2 separate regions of the Mus musculus genome follow, and region 2 is linked to region 1. A link is a contact called in public HiChIP or PLAC-seq data. All regions are on one chromosome and are shown on one strand. The core of a region is the stretch at or near the end of the contact, and the rest is flanking DNA. Distances in the headings are between cores, read along the strand shown.

Region 1 (7,606 bases), core at 4,831-7,330:
AACAAGTAGATGTGGTGGGCCTCAGCCCTGACACACACCCTTAACCAAGAGGTCTCTGTAAACAAGAACTAGGGGGCTGGCGAGATGGCTCAGTGGTTAAGAGCGTCGCCTGCTCTTCCGAAGATCCCGAGTTCAAATCCCAGCAACCACCATCCGTAGCAAAATCTGATGCCCTCTTCTGGAGTGTCTGAAGACAGCTACAGTGTACTTACATATAATAAATTAATAAATCTTTAAAAAAAAAAAAAACAAGAACTAAATAAAGTCAAGAATGGGTCATGAGGCAGAGCTGTTGGGGAGTGGACCTGAGAGAACCCAGGGAAGAGAGAGGAATTGGAAAAGCTTTGTTCTTGTGCGTGTTTGGAGGAGGAGGAAGGTCCGCTGGGTGCTTTCTCTGCCTCTGAGCTCCAGGCTTTTCCCAGTGTCTGACTCCAGAGTCTTCATTTGGTAAATCAAACATTTGGGATTTTGTTTTGAAGATCAGGAAAGGGAAAAGATTGATATTCAAAAGCAGGAAATAGGTCACCAGGGAGGCGGGTGATTATAGTGATAACGTGGATGGAAGTGCCAGCCTATCAGGAGGCTTCAAACAGTTTCCCCTGTATCTCTCTCATGTTATTATAATTTTGTCCCCTACCAGGTGCTACAACTGCGGTGGGCTAGACCATCATGCCAAGGAATGCAAGCTGCCACCCCAGCCCAAGAAGTGCCACTTTTGCCAAAGCATCAACCATATGGTGGCCTCGTGTCCACTGAAGGCCCAGCAGGGCCCCAGTTCTCAGGGAAAGCCTGCCTACTTCCGGGAGGAAGAGGAAGAGATCCACAGCCCTGCCCTGCTCCCAGAAGCCCAGAATTGAGGCCCAGGAGTCAGGGTTATTCTTTGGCTAATGGGGAGTTTAAGGAAAGAGGCATCAATCTGCAGAGTGGAGAAAGTGGGGGTAAGGGTGGGTTGCGTGGGTAGCTTGCACTGCCGTGTCTCAGGCCGGGGTTCCCAGTGTCACCCTGTCTTTCCTTGGAGGGAAGGAAAGGATGAGACAAAGGAACTCCTACCACACTCTATCTGAAAGCAAGTGAAGGCTTTTGTGGGGAGGAACCACCCTAGAACCCGAGGCTTTGCCAAGTGGCTGGGCTAGGGAAGTTCTTTTGTAGAAGGCTGTGTGATATTTCCCTTGCCAGACGGGAAGCGAAACAAGTGTCAAACCAAGATTACTGAACCTACCCCTCCAGCTACTATGTTCTGGGGAAGGGACTCCCAGGAGCAGGGCGAGGTTATTTTCACACCGTGCTTATTCATAACCCTGTCCTTTGGTGCTGTGCTGGGAATGGTCTCTAGCAACGGGTTGTGATGACAGGCAAAGAGGGTGGTTGGGGAGACAACTGCTGACCTGCTGCCCACACCTCACTCCCAGCCCTTTCTGGGCCAATGGGATTTTAATTTATTTGCTCCCTTAGGTAACTGCACCTTGGGTCCCACTTTCTCCAGGATGCCAACTGCACTATCTACGTGCGAATGACGTATCTTGTGCGTTTTTTTTTTTTTTAATTTTTAAAATTTTTTTTCATCTTCTTAATATAAATAATGGGTTTGTATTTTTGTATATTTTAATCTTAAGGCCCTCATTCCTGCACTGTGTTCTCAGGTACATGAGCAATCTCAGGGATAATAAGTCCGTAGCAGCTCCAGGTCTGCTCAGCAGGAATACTTTGTTTTGTTTTGTTTTGATCACCATGGAGACCAACCATTTGGAGTGCACAGCCTGTTGAACTACCTCATTTTTGCCGATTACAGCTGGCTTTTCTGCCATAGCGTCCTTGAAAAATGTGTCTCACGGGTTTCGATTGAGCTGCCCCAAGACTTGATCTGGATTTGGCAAAACATAGGACATCACTCTAAACAGGAAAGGGTGGTACAGAGACATTAAAAGGCTGGGCCAGGTGAAAGGCACAAGAGGAACTTTCCATACCAGATCCATCCTTTTGCCAGATTAGTGGAAGCCTGCCATGCACAGCAGGGTGTGAGAGAGAGAGTGTGTATGTATGTGTGTGTGGATTTTTTTTAATGCAAATTTATGAAGACGAGGTGGGTTTTGTTTATTTGATTGCTTTTTGTGCTGGGGATGGAATCTTGGGCTTCATTTGTGCTAGGAAGTACACTGCCACTGAGTTATCCCAGTAAGAATGCAACTTAAGACCAGTACCCTTATTCCCACACTGTGCTGTCCAGGCATGGGAACATGAGGCAGGGACTCAACTCCTTAGCCTTTCACAATCTTGGCTTTCTGAGAGACTCATGAGTATGGGCCTCAGTGGCAAGTGTCCTGCCCTGCTGTAGCGTGATGGTTGATAGCTAAAGGAAAGAGGGGGTGGGGAGTTTCGTTTACATGCTTTGAGATCGCCACAAACCTACCTCACTGTGTTGAAACGGGACAAATGCAATAGAACACATTGGGTGGTGTGTGTGTGTGTCTGATCTTGGTTTCTTGTCTCCCTCTCCCCCCAAATGCTGCCCTCACCCCTAGTTAATTGTATTCGTCTGGCCTTTGTAGGACTTTTACTGTCTCTGAGTTGGTGATTGCTAGGTGGCCTAGTTGTGTAAATATAAATGTGTTGGTCTTCATGTTCTTTTGGGGTTTTATTGTTTACAAAACTTTTGTTGTATTGAGAGAAAAATAGCCAAAGCATCTTTGACAGAAAGCTCTGCACCAGACAACACCATCTGAAACTTAAATGTGCGGTCCTCTTCTCAAAGTGAACCTCTGGGACCATGGCTTATCCTTACCTGTTCCTCCTGTGTCTCCCATTCTGGACCACAGTGACCTTCAGACAGCCCCTCTTCTCCCTCGTAAGAAAACTTAGGCTCATTTACTTCTTTGAGCATCTCTGTAACTCTTGAAGGACCCATGTGAAAATTCTGAAGAAGCCAGGAACCTCATTCTTTCCTTGTCCCTAACTCAGTGAAGAGTTTTGGTTGGTGGTTTTGAGACAGGGCCTCACTCTGTAGCTGGAGATAGAGAGCCTCGGGTTCCTGGCTCTCCTCCTGCCTTCTGCACAGAGTCCCCTGTGCAGGGATTGCAGGTGCCGCTTCTCCCTGGCAAGACCATTTATTTCATGGTGTGATTCGCCTTTGGATGGATCAAACCAATGTAATCTGTCACCCTTAGGTCGAGAGAAGCAATTGTGGGGCCTTCCATGTAGAAAGTTGGAATCTGGACACCAGAAAAGGGACTATGAATGTACAGTGAGTCACTCAGGAACTTAATGCCGGTGCAAGAAACTTATGTCAAAGAGGCCACAAGATTGTTACTAGGAGACGGACGAATGTATCTCCATGTTTACTGCTAGAAACCAAAGCTTTGTGAGAAATCTTGAATTTATGGGGAGGGTGGGAAAGGGTGTACTTGTCTGTCCTTTCCCCATCTCTTTCCTGAACTGCAGGAGACTAAGGCCCCCCACCCCCCGGGGCTTGGATGACCCCCACCCCTGCCTGGGGTGTTTTATTTCCTAGTTGATTTTTACTGTACCCGGGCCCTTGTATTCCTATCGTATAATCATCCTGTGACACATGCTGACTTTTCCTTCCCTTCTCTTCCCTGGGAAAATAAAGACTTATTGGTACTCCAGAGTTGGTACTGGTCTCTCTGATGCTTAGGACGCTTTCCTGGCGCATAATCCCCACCTCGGAGCGGATTGGGAAGTCACAGGACCATTATGGTTTTCCCACTTTGTTAGGGACGAATCTTGAAAGTTCAGCCCTTGTAGCACCTCATTACTCTGGATTTTTGTTTCTAGTTAAGGCCTCTTGTCCCTTCCTTGGAAGCTGCCACATTCACAGGGGATTAGAGGCCTGGCATGCAGAAGAATGGGGCTGCCTATGCCTCTGCTGGGATGAAAGGCTGGGGCCAGGGCTTAGGGCAGGAGACCCTAATAATACTTTGTCCTTTACTCCTCAAAGCCCTTTACAAATCCTAATTAACCCTTTGCAACACCCCCAAAAGGAAAGTCCCATACAGAACCGGAGAAATTGAGGCCCAAGCAGAGTCTCCCACTATAAACCAATATTTTGTGATACAGTTTGCTAACTTTCTAGTGAGTGCTTACAGGACGATTTTTTTTCCAAAGGGAGGGGTTGGGGGGGGATACTTTACCAAAGGGAAACGTAAGTATTAACCGAAAGTGGATTAAATAAATCCTCAAACTGTTACCAGAGCAGGGGGGTTGTGACCCTTTAGCTAATTGCACCAAAAGTTAAAACCCAGCGTCGCTAACTACTAGGCTTCTGTGAGCTAAGAGGTCTTCCTGAGAAAATGGTGTTATTGGCAGAAGCTTCAGGGCTCACAAAGGGAGGACAAGTGAGAGCTGATGAATGGGCCATTCATCTCTACAGCTTTGTTGAGTCATGCACGTTTTGTGCCTTCCTCAGGTAAAGCTCGACAGGTGACATCTTACCCTGTGTCATTGAGCCTACGGGGCAAAAGTTTTAAAAAAAAAAAAAGGTTCGTTGGAATTGTGAAACCCTATTACAGATGCAAGTATGATTTGAAAGAAATACTAGTTGCATCAGATACTGAAAGTTCAGTTTTTTGGCTTGTGTGTGTGTGTGTGTGTGTGTGTGTGTGTGTGTGTGTGTGTGTGTGTGTGTGTGTGAAAGCAGAACAACTTCTTCCCTGTATCATTAAATACATCAAGAGGCAAGACAATGGATGATGATGATAATACTTTTGAGGAGGCAAGTTTCCCGAAGCCCAGTCCAGGCCCAAGTTTGTTCTGTTAGGTATCTAAAAGTCCTTCAGACTAGCTATACAGCTAATGCTTTTGAGTTCTTGCTTGACCCCCAAAGCTCTCCACAAGTGGCTTATGGTGTTTTGTTGTATGTTTAAGATTGTTTCTATTTTTGTTTAGTTTTGAGGTTGAGTTTTCCTGTGTAGGCCACGCTAGCCTCAAACGCCCTAGGTGACCTAAACTGCTGATTGCCCTGCATTCGCTGCCACCATGCTTTTTTATACTGGGCTGGAAACTGAACCCAGGGCTTCTAGCCTGCTAGGCAAGAACTCTACCACTAGGGCTCTATTCCCAAATGCTACGGATTGTGGTTTTGGAAGTCCTAAGAGTAAAGCTCTTTCTGACTTGTCCTCCTAAGTTCATTAACGTGGGTCTTCGGAATCTGCAAATTATAAAGTTGCTTTGCATCGCTCCCCAAAAGTGACCAGCGCAAGAAACCCTTCTGATGCGTTAGCAGCATTAAAAGGCGACAAGTAAAAAAACACGTCAGAATTTTTTGAGGAGACAGTATCCCCTAGATCAGGGTGACTAAATTTACTACGTAGCAGAAAAGACATTAACTAATTCAAATGGCCTCAGCCTTGAGTGCTGAGTTCAGTGACGACGTGCCATCAGTTTCGGCTAAAAGAACACTTTTAAGACAATTTTGTTTTTTTAAAGATTAATTTTATGTATGTGAGTACACTGTCGCTGTCTTAAGACACATCGGAAGAGGGCATCAGATCCCATTACAGATGGTTGTGAGCCACCATGTAGTTGCTGGGAATTGAACTCAGGACCTCTGGAAGAGCAGTCGGTACTCTTAAACTCTGAGCCACCTCTCCAGCCCAAGACAAATTTTTAAATAAACGCAGTTCACTTCCATGGTTTACGTCCATATCCCCAGCAGTTGGGGAGACTGAGGTAGGAGGACTGTCAAAATACGACATTACCGTGTCTCCCATAATATAAGCACTGCGATCATCCATAGAGAAACTCAATTTTGAGGTGGAGCAACCGCATCCTCTCTCCCTAACAAACTGCCACAACACCTGAGACCACGCAAATGCGTGGGCCGAACACATCTCGATCCCTCAGGCTCAACTCGCCTAACGTGCAGGGCTTGCAATAGGAGACCCAAGAGGTAGGAGTATCGGCTCACGTGACCTCGGCCTCCCAGGCGCTGTTTCCACGCCCCGCGAGAGCGGCCACCAATAGCCAACTCGCAAGAACTCGCACCGCTCCGCCCCCGAGTACGCAGGGGCGGCCCCGCCCACCACGGACGGAGGAGGCGGAGCCAATCACGTAGAGGTGACGTGTTCTTTCAGCGCCAAGTCGTAAGTCGCCCGGGAGTGGTGGAAAAGCGCCTTCTCCTGCGTCCTAGGTGGGGAGTAAACACAGAGACCCAGAGGAGGGGAAGCTGGATGTGGAGTTAGCTGCGGGAAACACTAAAGTCCAGCCGGGAGAGTGACCATTGAGGTAACAGATGCGGCATCCAAGGAGGGTAGTGATTGGTTAGCTTAGAGTGAGCAATGGTTTGCGGGGCAATAGAGAAGGAAGTTGTGGGGATTGACCAAGCAAGATGTAGGTACCATGATGTGGCAGGATATTTGGAAGAAATCAGTGCACGTAAGGATAAGAAAGTGGGAACTACCTTGCTCCAAAGGTCTCCCGTTGGCTTGTAGAGGCCTGAGCGGATTAGAACAGTCTCTGGATTCAGACGCGTGTTGCCTGCCACAGTCCAGCAGAGTCTCTTTAGTCAGTTTTATTGCAAGCAAGGATGACTTCTCTCTCTTTTCATTTATTCAAGGTTATCTGGCTGTTTTTTGTTGTTGTTGTTGTTCTTGTGTGATTTCTGACATAGCAAGAACTATGTCATGGATCAAAGAAGGAGAGCTGTCACTGTGGGAACGGTTCTGTGCTAACATCATAAAGGTGAGCAGTACCCCGGGGGAAAAGTTGACCTTTTGGATAGTTGAGTAGTTCATTATTAAATTGTAGCAATCCCAATGAAGTAGAATTTAGTAAAGAGAGAATCTTGAAATTATAATGTAGTTTGAAGGGCTGCATTTCTAGTATTTATTGTACTGTGTGACTTTTTTTTTTTTTTAAGGCCAATCAGGGTCTCTTAATATCATTAGATCACATAGACTGTTAGATTTTCCTTCTGGAAAACTGAATTGTGCCGTTGAGAGTGTCAAAAGAGCTCACTGGTCAGGTGCTTTCTTGGTATTCACAAGACTCTGAGTTTGAAAAAGGAAGAGAGACTGTGACTCTGAATGGGAGGGAACAGAAATTTGTCTCACTAGAGTTGTAGTTCTCAACCTGTGGGTCCCAACCCCTTCAGAGGTTGAACAACCCTTTCACAGGGTCGGATATCAGGTATCTGACATTACGATTTCCGATAGTACCAGAATGGCAGTTATAAAGTAGCAGTGCAAATACTCTCATGGTTGAAGTCAGCACCTGAGGCGCTATATCCCAGGCTCACAGCATAAGGACAGCTGAGAACCACTGCCCCAGCGTTTCCATCGGTTTCTCCTTGCAGTGTCTTCTGAGTTAATGGTTCTTTGATGGTTAAAACTTTAACCATCTGCTCTAGAGACAGACATCCGTGAGGAAAACTGTTATTTACCAACCATGTGGCTTAACAAACTTGTCTTTTTTGAGGATTAAAAAAAAGAAATACACAAAGAACGTGGCACAATATCTAGTGCCAGTCCGTTATTTATCTTAGTATGGTGATATATAGTGTACATTTAGAGTACAGAGAACAGCTTTCAGGATCGGGCTTTGGGACAAGTACCTTTACCAGCTCAACCATCAAAGGCCCCCATCAGGAGTCACA
Region 2 (7,638 bases), core at 3,408-5,907, 240 kb before region 1:
GAGTGAGTTCCAGGACAGCCAGGGCTACACAGAGAAACCCTGTCTTGAAAAAACAAAACAAAATCCAAAAAACAAAAAGTGCTGAGATTAAAGGTATAGGCCAGCATGCCTAGCTTTTTGTTCTCTGTGAAAATGAAGGGGTGGGGGGAAGGACAGTTTTCAGAATAGTATGTGGAATATCTAAATAGAGAATAAGAACGCTCCAGTGCAGTGATGGGGAGGGCTCTAGTTCAGTGATAGAAAGTCTGTCTGTCCTTTGCAGGCTCTGCAAAAGATCCCCAGAACCACCAAAAAACAAAACAAACAAACAAACAAAAACCTAAGAAAGGAAAACTACGTAAAAAGTGTTGGCTGGGTATGATGGCACACTCTAATCCCAGCACTCAGGAGGCTGAGGAAGGCAAATCTCTTGAGTTCGAGGCCAGCCTGGTACACAGAGTGAGTTCCAGGACAGCCAGGGCTGTGTAGTGAGATCCTGTCTCAAACAAATAAAAACAATATACACACACAAAGAAAGAAAAGCAAGGAAGAAAGAAAAGAATACAGGGGCTGGCAAGATAACTTAGTGGGTAAGAGCACTGACTGCTCTTCCAAAGGTCCTGAGATCTGACACCCTCTTTTGGTGCTTCTGAAGTCAGCTACAGTGTACTTAAGTATAATTAAGAAGGAAAGGCAGACAGGCCTGTCAGGAGTTCAAGCCTGGCATGTGTAAAGCCCTGAGCTTCCATATCAAGTACCCCATAAGCCAAATGTAGTGTCTTATGTCTATAACCCCAGTACTCAGTGGGAGGATCCGAAAGTCAAGGTTGTCATCCTCCAACATTCGGGGAGCCCCCAGCCATCTGGGGTCCATAAGACTCTCTGAAAAGGAAGAACCAGTTTACAACTGATTCAAAACTGCTGATCCTTAGCCTACTTTGTTTGTTTTTTGGTTTTTCGAGACAGGGTTTCTCTGTATCCCTGGCTGTCCTGGAACTCACTCTATAGACCAGGCTGGCCTCGAACTCAGAAATCCGCCTACCCCTGCCTCCCAAGTGCTGGGATTAAAGGCGTGCGCCACCACTGACCGGCCCGTAGCCTACTCTTAACCCCACGTGGTGGCATTCTTTGTCTTGGACCCTGATGTCATGTAGCTGCCATTGGTTAGGTTCCTCTGTGTCTGTTAGACTTTGGATGACCGAATGGCTACTACCTGTTCTCCGTCTGCTGACCCAGACTTCTCTGTCACGTCTGCATTCCCTACCTTAGAGCTGTTTGCTAATTAATCTGTGAGAGGAGGGCTGAGCCCAGCATGTAAGGCCTGAAGTTCAGTTCCTAGCACCACAAAAAGTAAGTGCTGAGTTAGACCACTCAGACTACTAATGCTCCTATTTCGAGGCAGTGTCTATGTAATCCTGCTGTCCTAGAGCTCACTGTGTAGGCCAGGCTAGTCTCAAACTCACATCCACTTGCCTATCCCAAGTGCTGGAGTTAAAGGGGTGTTCCCACTATACTTGGTTAGTGTTCCTTAGATATATTTAAAATCTATAATTATACTAAAATTCTTGGGGTTCATGAATGCTGTGGTGTGTGTGTGGCAGTCACAGAACCACAGGTAGGATTCAGCTCTTCATGTGGGTCCTAGAAATTGAAGTCAGCTGTCAGGCTTGGGGACAGGCAGGGTTACTGACAGAACAATCTCATTGGCCCAGTTTTATGTTTTTATTTAAGATGAAAAATGCCCTGGGGCTGGGGAAATGGCTCAGAGGTTAGAGCACTGGCTGCTCTTCCAGAGGTCCTGAGTTCAATTCCCAGCAACCATCTATAGTAAGATCTGGTGTCTTCTTCTAGCCTGCAGGCATACATGTAAGCAGAACACTGTGTATATAAATAAATCTTTAAAAAGAAAAATGATGTCCTAATACCACTGAAAAGTAAGATTTAATTTTAATTTTTCTAATGCTATTTATTAATAAGTACCTCAGCGTATCTATCACACATTTGTGTCTTAGGTTTTGGTTTGTTATTTTAAGAGAAAATTTTATATGTATGTTTGCCTGCATGTATGACTGTGTACCATTATCATCCCTGGTTACTTCAGAGGCCAGAAGCGATTATTGAATCCCTGGAACTAGAGTCAAAGACAGCTGAGCTGCCATGCGGGTGCTAGGAACTGAGCCCAGGTCCTGGAAAAGCAGTCAGGGCTCTTAACACTGCAGCTCTGCAGCCCTGGGCTTTTGGACACAGGTGTTCCAATGCTAGTCAGTATTCTTTAAGACTAAATAGAAATAAAATATATATTACGTGCTTACATTAAAATTTTTATTAGGGTGCATCAATGGGTTGCGACATAGTCCTGACTGCCCTGGAACTCACAATGTAGACCAGACTGACTTGAACTCACAGAGCCTATCTACCTCTGCCTCCTGAGTGCTGGGATTAAGGTGTGTGCCATCACACCTGGCCACAGATTTGTGTTTTGTTATAATTGTTGGTGTAATTCTAAGCATTGTTTTGTGATTTTTCTTTTTTTTTTTTTTGTTTTGTTTTGTTTTCAAGACAGGTCATGTGTCACCATTGCCTGGCTAGAGATTTATTTATTTATTTATTTATTTATTTATTTATTTATTTATTTATTTATTTATTTATTATATATGAGTATACTGTAGCTGTCTTCAGACACACCAGAAGAGGGCATCGGATCCCATTACAGATGGTTGTGAGCCACCATGTGGGTTCTGTGTCACCATTGCCTGGCTAGAGATAGATTTATTTATTTATTTATTTATTTATTTATTTATTTATTTATTTATTTATTTATTATATATGAGTATACTGTAGCTGTCTTCAGACACACCAGAAGAGGGCATCGGATCCCATTACAGATGGTTGTGAGCCACCATGTGGGTTCTGGGATTTAAACTTAGGACCCAGAAGAGCAGTCAGTGCTCTTAACCGCTGAGCCATCTCTCCAGCCCCTGTGCTTTTTTGCTTTTTTTTTTTTTTTTTTTTAAATAAAGGATTTGGGAGTATGGGTGTTTGCCTGTGTTGTGCCATGTTCATGCAGTTTATGAGGTGGGCAGAAGAGGACATCAGATCCCCTGGAACTGGAGCTACAGACAGTTGTGAGTCAACATGTGAGTCCTAGGAATTGAACCCGGTTCTCTTTCTGCCTGTTCTTAACTGTTGGCCATCTCCCCAGCCCCAGTTGCTTGGGCTTTTAAGAGCATCATTCTAAGCCGGGCGTGGTGGTCCACGCCTTTAATCCCAGCACTCGGGAGGCAGAGGCAGGTTTGAAGCCAGCCTGTTCTACAAAGTGAGTTCCAGGACAGCCAGGGCTACACAGAGAAACCCTGTCTCCAAAACAAAACAAAAACAAACAAACAAACAAAGGCATCATTCTAACTGGTTCTGTGATGCAAACTGTGGTCTCTATTTTTTTTGGGGGGGGAACAAAAGTAGGAAAATCACTGGAACCCCTGAGTTGTAGAGCAGTCTGAGCAACATAGCAAGAATGAAAAGCAACTCAAAAATTGTAGCAAGAATAAAAGCTGGGCTGGTGAGATGGCTCAGTGGGTAAGAGCACCCGACTGCTCTTCCGAAGGTCCAGAGTTCAAATCCCAGCAACCACATGGTGGCTCACAACCATCAGTAATGAGATCTGGCGCCCTCTTCTGGAGTGTCTGAAGACAGCTACAGTGTACTTATAATAAATAAATAAATCTTTAAAAAAAAACAAAAAAAAAAAAACAACAAAAAAAAAAGAATAAAAGCGCTTTCAGGAGGCAGCTGACATCTGCAAATGTCTTGGGAATGGCTGGGGTGCTTCCTCTTCACTTACTATGGTAACCAATAAAAGCCCTTTGTGCCCTAAAATAAGTAATAACTGAATTGATTAAAGTCTTACTTTGAGAAAGGGCCTCTAAATCTCAACAGGTTGTCAAAGGGGGCAGAGTCCACGGTGCAGCTTTTATTTACTCAGTTTCTGCTGTTTCGTTTTGTTTTGGAATGGGCTTGCTCTGTAGTCCAGGTGAGCCATCCACCTGCCTCAGCCTTCAGAATCCTGAGATGATGCCACTTATAGCCACCATTTGTTCAGATGCTCGCAAATGTCCCGTGAAGCAAGGACTGTTATGCCCTGAAATGAGCACTGAAAGTAGGTCAGCTGTCTGTGCAACAACTCCAGATGGCGATAATGAGATAGATACCACGGGGACCCGGGGATGGGTAGATAGTGGCTAGTCCTGCGCTTTGCTTCTGCGCCAACCATTCACCAAGTACTCTTTTTGGGGGTGGGGGTGGGGTGCTGAGAGGTCAGGGTCCTCTCGGCTGGGATATGAGCCCAGTTTGTTTTTTGTTTTGTGGATATTTGAGACAAAGTCTCGATGCACAGCTCTGGCTAGCCTGGAACTCACTATGTAGATTCGGCTAACGTCAAACTTATAGGGATCCTCCCTCCTTGGTGAGGCCAGTTTTGAGTTGAATCCCATGCCAGTTCCGGACTGCCTGAGTCACACACCCCTTGGCGCCAGCCCAGGAGTCCAACTGCCTAGTTGCCAAAGCCCTAGGATGCCAGAGGGGCAGGGCAGGAGGAAGACAGGCGGTGGACCAATGGCAGTGGCACTGCCTTACCTGGTTGGCCACGTGGGCCCAGGTATGCAGCGGCCCCGCCCTGCCTGCTCTGGCCCAGCCCCGCGGCCTCCGGGCTCGGGCTCGGACTGGGAGCGGAAATTCCTGCAGGGGCTGGACGCTACGGGCAGAGCTCAGGATGGAGCCCGTGGAGGCCTGGACCCCCGGGAAGGTGGCAGCTTGGCTGAGAGGTTGGTGAATCGGGAGAGGCAGGGGCGAAGTGGGCTCAAGGGGATTAGTGCGGTGTCCCTTGGACCAGAAAGTAGGGAGGGAAAAGGAGAAAGAACCTGCGGAGTCTATGAGTCAACAGGTATTTATAGAGCGTCTACCCTGTACCAGCCGACCAGCGTCCCCAATACAGGAACAGTGAGGGCAGAGATAGGCCAGGCGACACTGGAGGGCCCAAGATGCAGGAAGGGGTCTTTCCCAGACTTTAGGGGTGTTCTAGCGCCCGCCAGGGTGGCGGCAGACAGGTGCGGTGATAAGTACGCAAAACAGGGAGGCTCTAGTGGCCCACACCCCCTTTATCTCCGTCATCTTCTCAGTGCCCCAGGGCCCTGTGAGCTATTATTAAGCCCATTTTTCAGAAGTAGAAACATACACAGAGCCAGGAAGTGATTTGTTCAGTCTTGGAACAGGGCCGGCCCTGGGTGTCATTTTCTCAGCCTTAGGTTGGCAGTAAGAGAAACAGAAACCCTAGTCATACTGAAGGGGTGACACAGCTCCACCCTCAGGAGTGAAGATCACTCCCCAGGTGACCAAGAGTCACAAACACAGTCAGACTCAGGAAAAATGAGGGCGTGTGGCTGCAGGACGGGGTGTGGAGGCTCTCAGAGGGGCGTGGGGGGGGGGCGGGTAGCTGGAGCCTGCTCAGGCATTTCTGTGTGAGCAGACAGGAGAGCAACAGGCTGACTCCCCCACACTGGTGGCTACTACCGCTCACCAGGAAGGTGACCACAGGCCTCTCTATTCATGAATCGGTCAAAATGAGACCATGGTGGTGTGACTAGCTTCCGTTGCTCAAATGTTTGTGACCTCTGGGAGGGAGGATGGCAGGCCAGCACATTCAACGTGGGAATGAAATTGTCCGAGTAACCCTGGGTCCTGAATTCCCAATCCAGCCCTTGTAATGGCACAGGAGAAATGGTGGAGGAGAACCTAATGGCTACACATTCCCCATGGCAGTTGGGCCTGAAATGGGAGGCTTTCCATCAAAGCATGAGCAAGCTGCTACATCTGTATGCATTAGTGTATCAGGGACGATGATGGGTGGTCTCCACCCTCTAGAAATGGGAAGAGCAAAGGTGCCAGATGGGTAAAGTGGTTGTTTTGTTTTGTTTTGTTTTGTTTTGTTTTGTTTTGTTTTGTTTTGTTTTGTTTTGTTTTGTTTTGTTTTGTTGAGACAGGGTTTCTGTGTATAGCCCTGGTTGTGAACTCGGGGATCCTCCTGTCTCTTCTTTCCAAGTGCTGGGATTAAAGGCATTCGCCACCGCCATACCCGACTATGGGTAAAGTTCTCAAAACATTGCCTCCCACAAAGTAAGGTCATGGTAGACAGCCTGGCAGCAATGTGATGGCTGCTGCTTGCTGCCTGACTCTGGACTGAGTGGCCCAGCAATCACCTAAAATACATGGGTAGAAGCAGGCACTTCTAGCAGTCCCATTTAATTTATATTTTACATTCTATTTACTTTGTGTGTGTGTGTGTGTGTGTGTGTGTGTGTGTTTTACCTGCATGTACATATGTGCACCCTGAGAGTGCTGTCGGATGGTTGTGAGTTACCCTGTGGGTGCTGGGAGCAGAACCTGGGTCCTCTGCAAGAGCAGTCAGTGCTCTTAACCACTGAGCCATCTCTGCAGCCCCTGTTTGTTGTGTGTGATGGTCACTATATGTCAAGGTATTTGAGCATGAATTTGGTAGATGGCACTGTCGGTAGGTTGGACACACGTGCTAGAGTCATTGTCGACTATGGTTTTCACCTCAGTAGCATCAGTTGTGAGAAGGGCAGAATCAAGCCAGGGGCTCAGGGTTGTCATTAGGGACAGGAAGGAGGGGAAGGGCTCTGATGTAATAAAATCTCAGAATGACAATGACACCTGTTTCCTCACGCTGACCTCTTTCTGCTCCAGGCCTTGATGATGCCCTACAGGACTATCCCTTCGAGGACTGGCAGCTGCCTGGGAAGTACCTGCTGCAGCTCTGTCCCCAAAGCCTCGAGGCTCTGACTGTGTGGCCTTTGGGCCACCAGGAACTCATTCTAGATGGGGTGGAACAGCTCCGGGCCCTGGTGAGTGAGCACTGCCCGCACCGGCGGTCGCATCCACCAGCTTAGGGGTTTGCCCATGTGGGCTGGTGGCCAGGGCAGATGTAGTAATATACCCTCTTTTGATGCAGGGCTCTAATCTACAGACAGAGAACCTGCAGAGCCTGGCTCAGGGGCTGCTGGAAAGGACCCAGGCCTTCCAAAGCTTGGTCCAAGGCTCTCTGGGCAACTGTGCTGAGACACCGGCTGACGTCCTCAAGGCTGCGGTGGAGCTGGTGCGGGAAGCCCATGCCCTCCTCTCTTGGCTCAACGGGTACTAGGGATGGGTGACTAGTGACTAATCAGGCTTTTCTCTTCCTTGGTGTCCTCTAGGGTCTGGGGCAGAAAAACAGTACTTGGCTGTAGATCTGATATGTCAGAGCAGATCTGAGCAGGGACAAGGGGCCACCTTGCTCCCCAACCCACCCTAGAGCTTGTCACCTGAATGATTTTATCAACAGTTGAGTTTTTGTTTGCTTGTTGGACCTGTGTGTGTGTGTGTGTGTGTGTGTGTGTGCACAAAGTAGTGTGGTGAAGGTCAGAGCATTTTTTGCAAGGGTTGGTTTTCATCTTCCACCATGGCGTCCCAGGCACTGAGCCTAGAGACTCAGGTTGTCAGCTTTAGAGGCAAACATCTTTACCAATGAATAATCTCCCTGGTCCTTCAACCAATAGAGAACAATTGCCTGTCCTATGTATCTTACCTCAAATATCACCTCCTTATGGA

What was found. HiChIP or PLAC-seq counts read pairs in DNA pulled down with a chosen protein or histone mark.
Region 2: a contact with region 1 is called in an H3K4me3 HiChIP or PLAC-seq map of craniofacial prominence, with 2.6 times the contacts expected there. The contact joins the promoter of Cnksr1 here to the promoter of Dhdds in region 1. A contact is called at or near these places in 9 of 39 promoter capture datasets (the 3T3-L1 cell line, the C10 cell line, the HPC-7 cell line and 4 more), 1 of 15 datasets of contacts at CTCF or cohesin (large pre-B cells), 4 of 484 Hi-C or Micro-C datasets (CD8 central memory T cells, bone marrow-derived macrophages, embryonic stem cells and 1 more), 6 of 115 datasets of contacts at active chromatin or transcription factors (bone marrow-derived macrophages, craniofacial prominence, embryonic stem cells and 3 more) and 4 of 9 other capture datasets (adipose tissue, liver, macrophages and 1 more).

What each region holds. Positions count from the first base shown.
Region 1 is chr4:133,999,356-134,006,961 of GRCm38.p6, reverse strand. It overlaps Dhdds (dehydrodolichyl diphosphate synthase), which reads left to right and starts at 6,080. Exons shown (of 9, transcript NM_001362959.1): 1 at 6,080-6,237; 2 at 6,569-6,693. The coding sequence starts at 6,631. It overlaps Lin28a (lin-28 homolog A (C. elegans)), which reads left to right. Exons shown (of 4, transcript NM_145833.1): 4 at 641-3,632. The coding sequence ends at 857.
Region 2 is chr4:134,235,418-134,243,055 of GRCm38.p6, reverse strand. Cnksr1 (connector enhancer of kinase suppressor of Ras 1) reads left to right here and starts at 4,657. Exons shown (of 21, transcript NM_001081047.1): 1 at 4,657-4,799; 2 at 6,739-6,896; 3 at 7,004-7,185. The coding sequence starts at 4,748.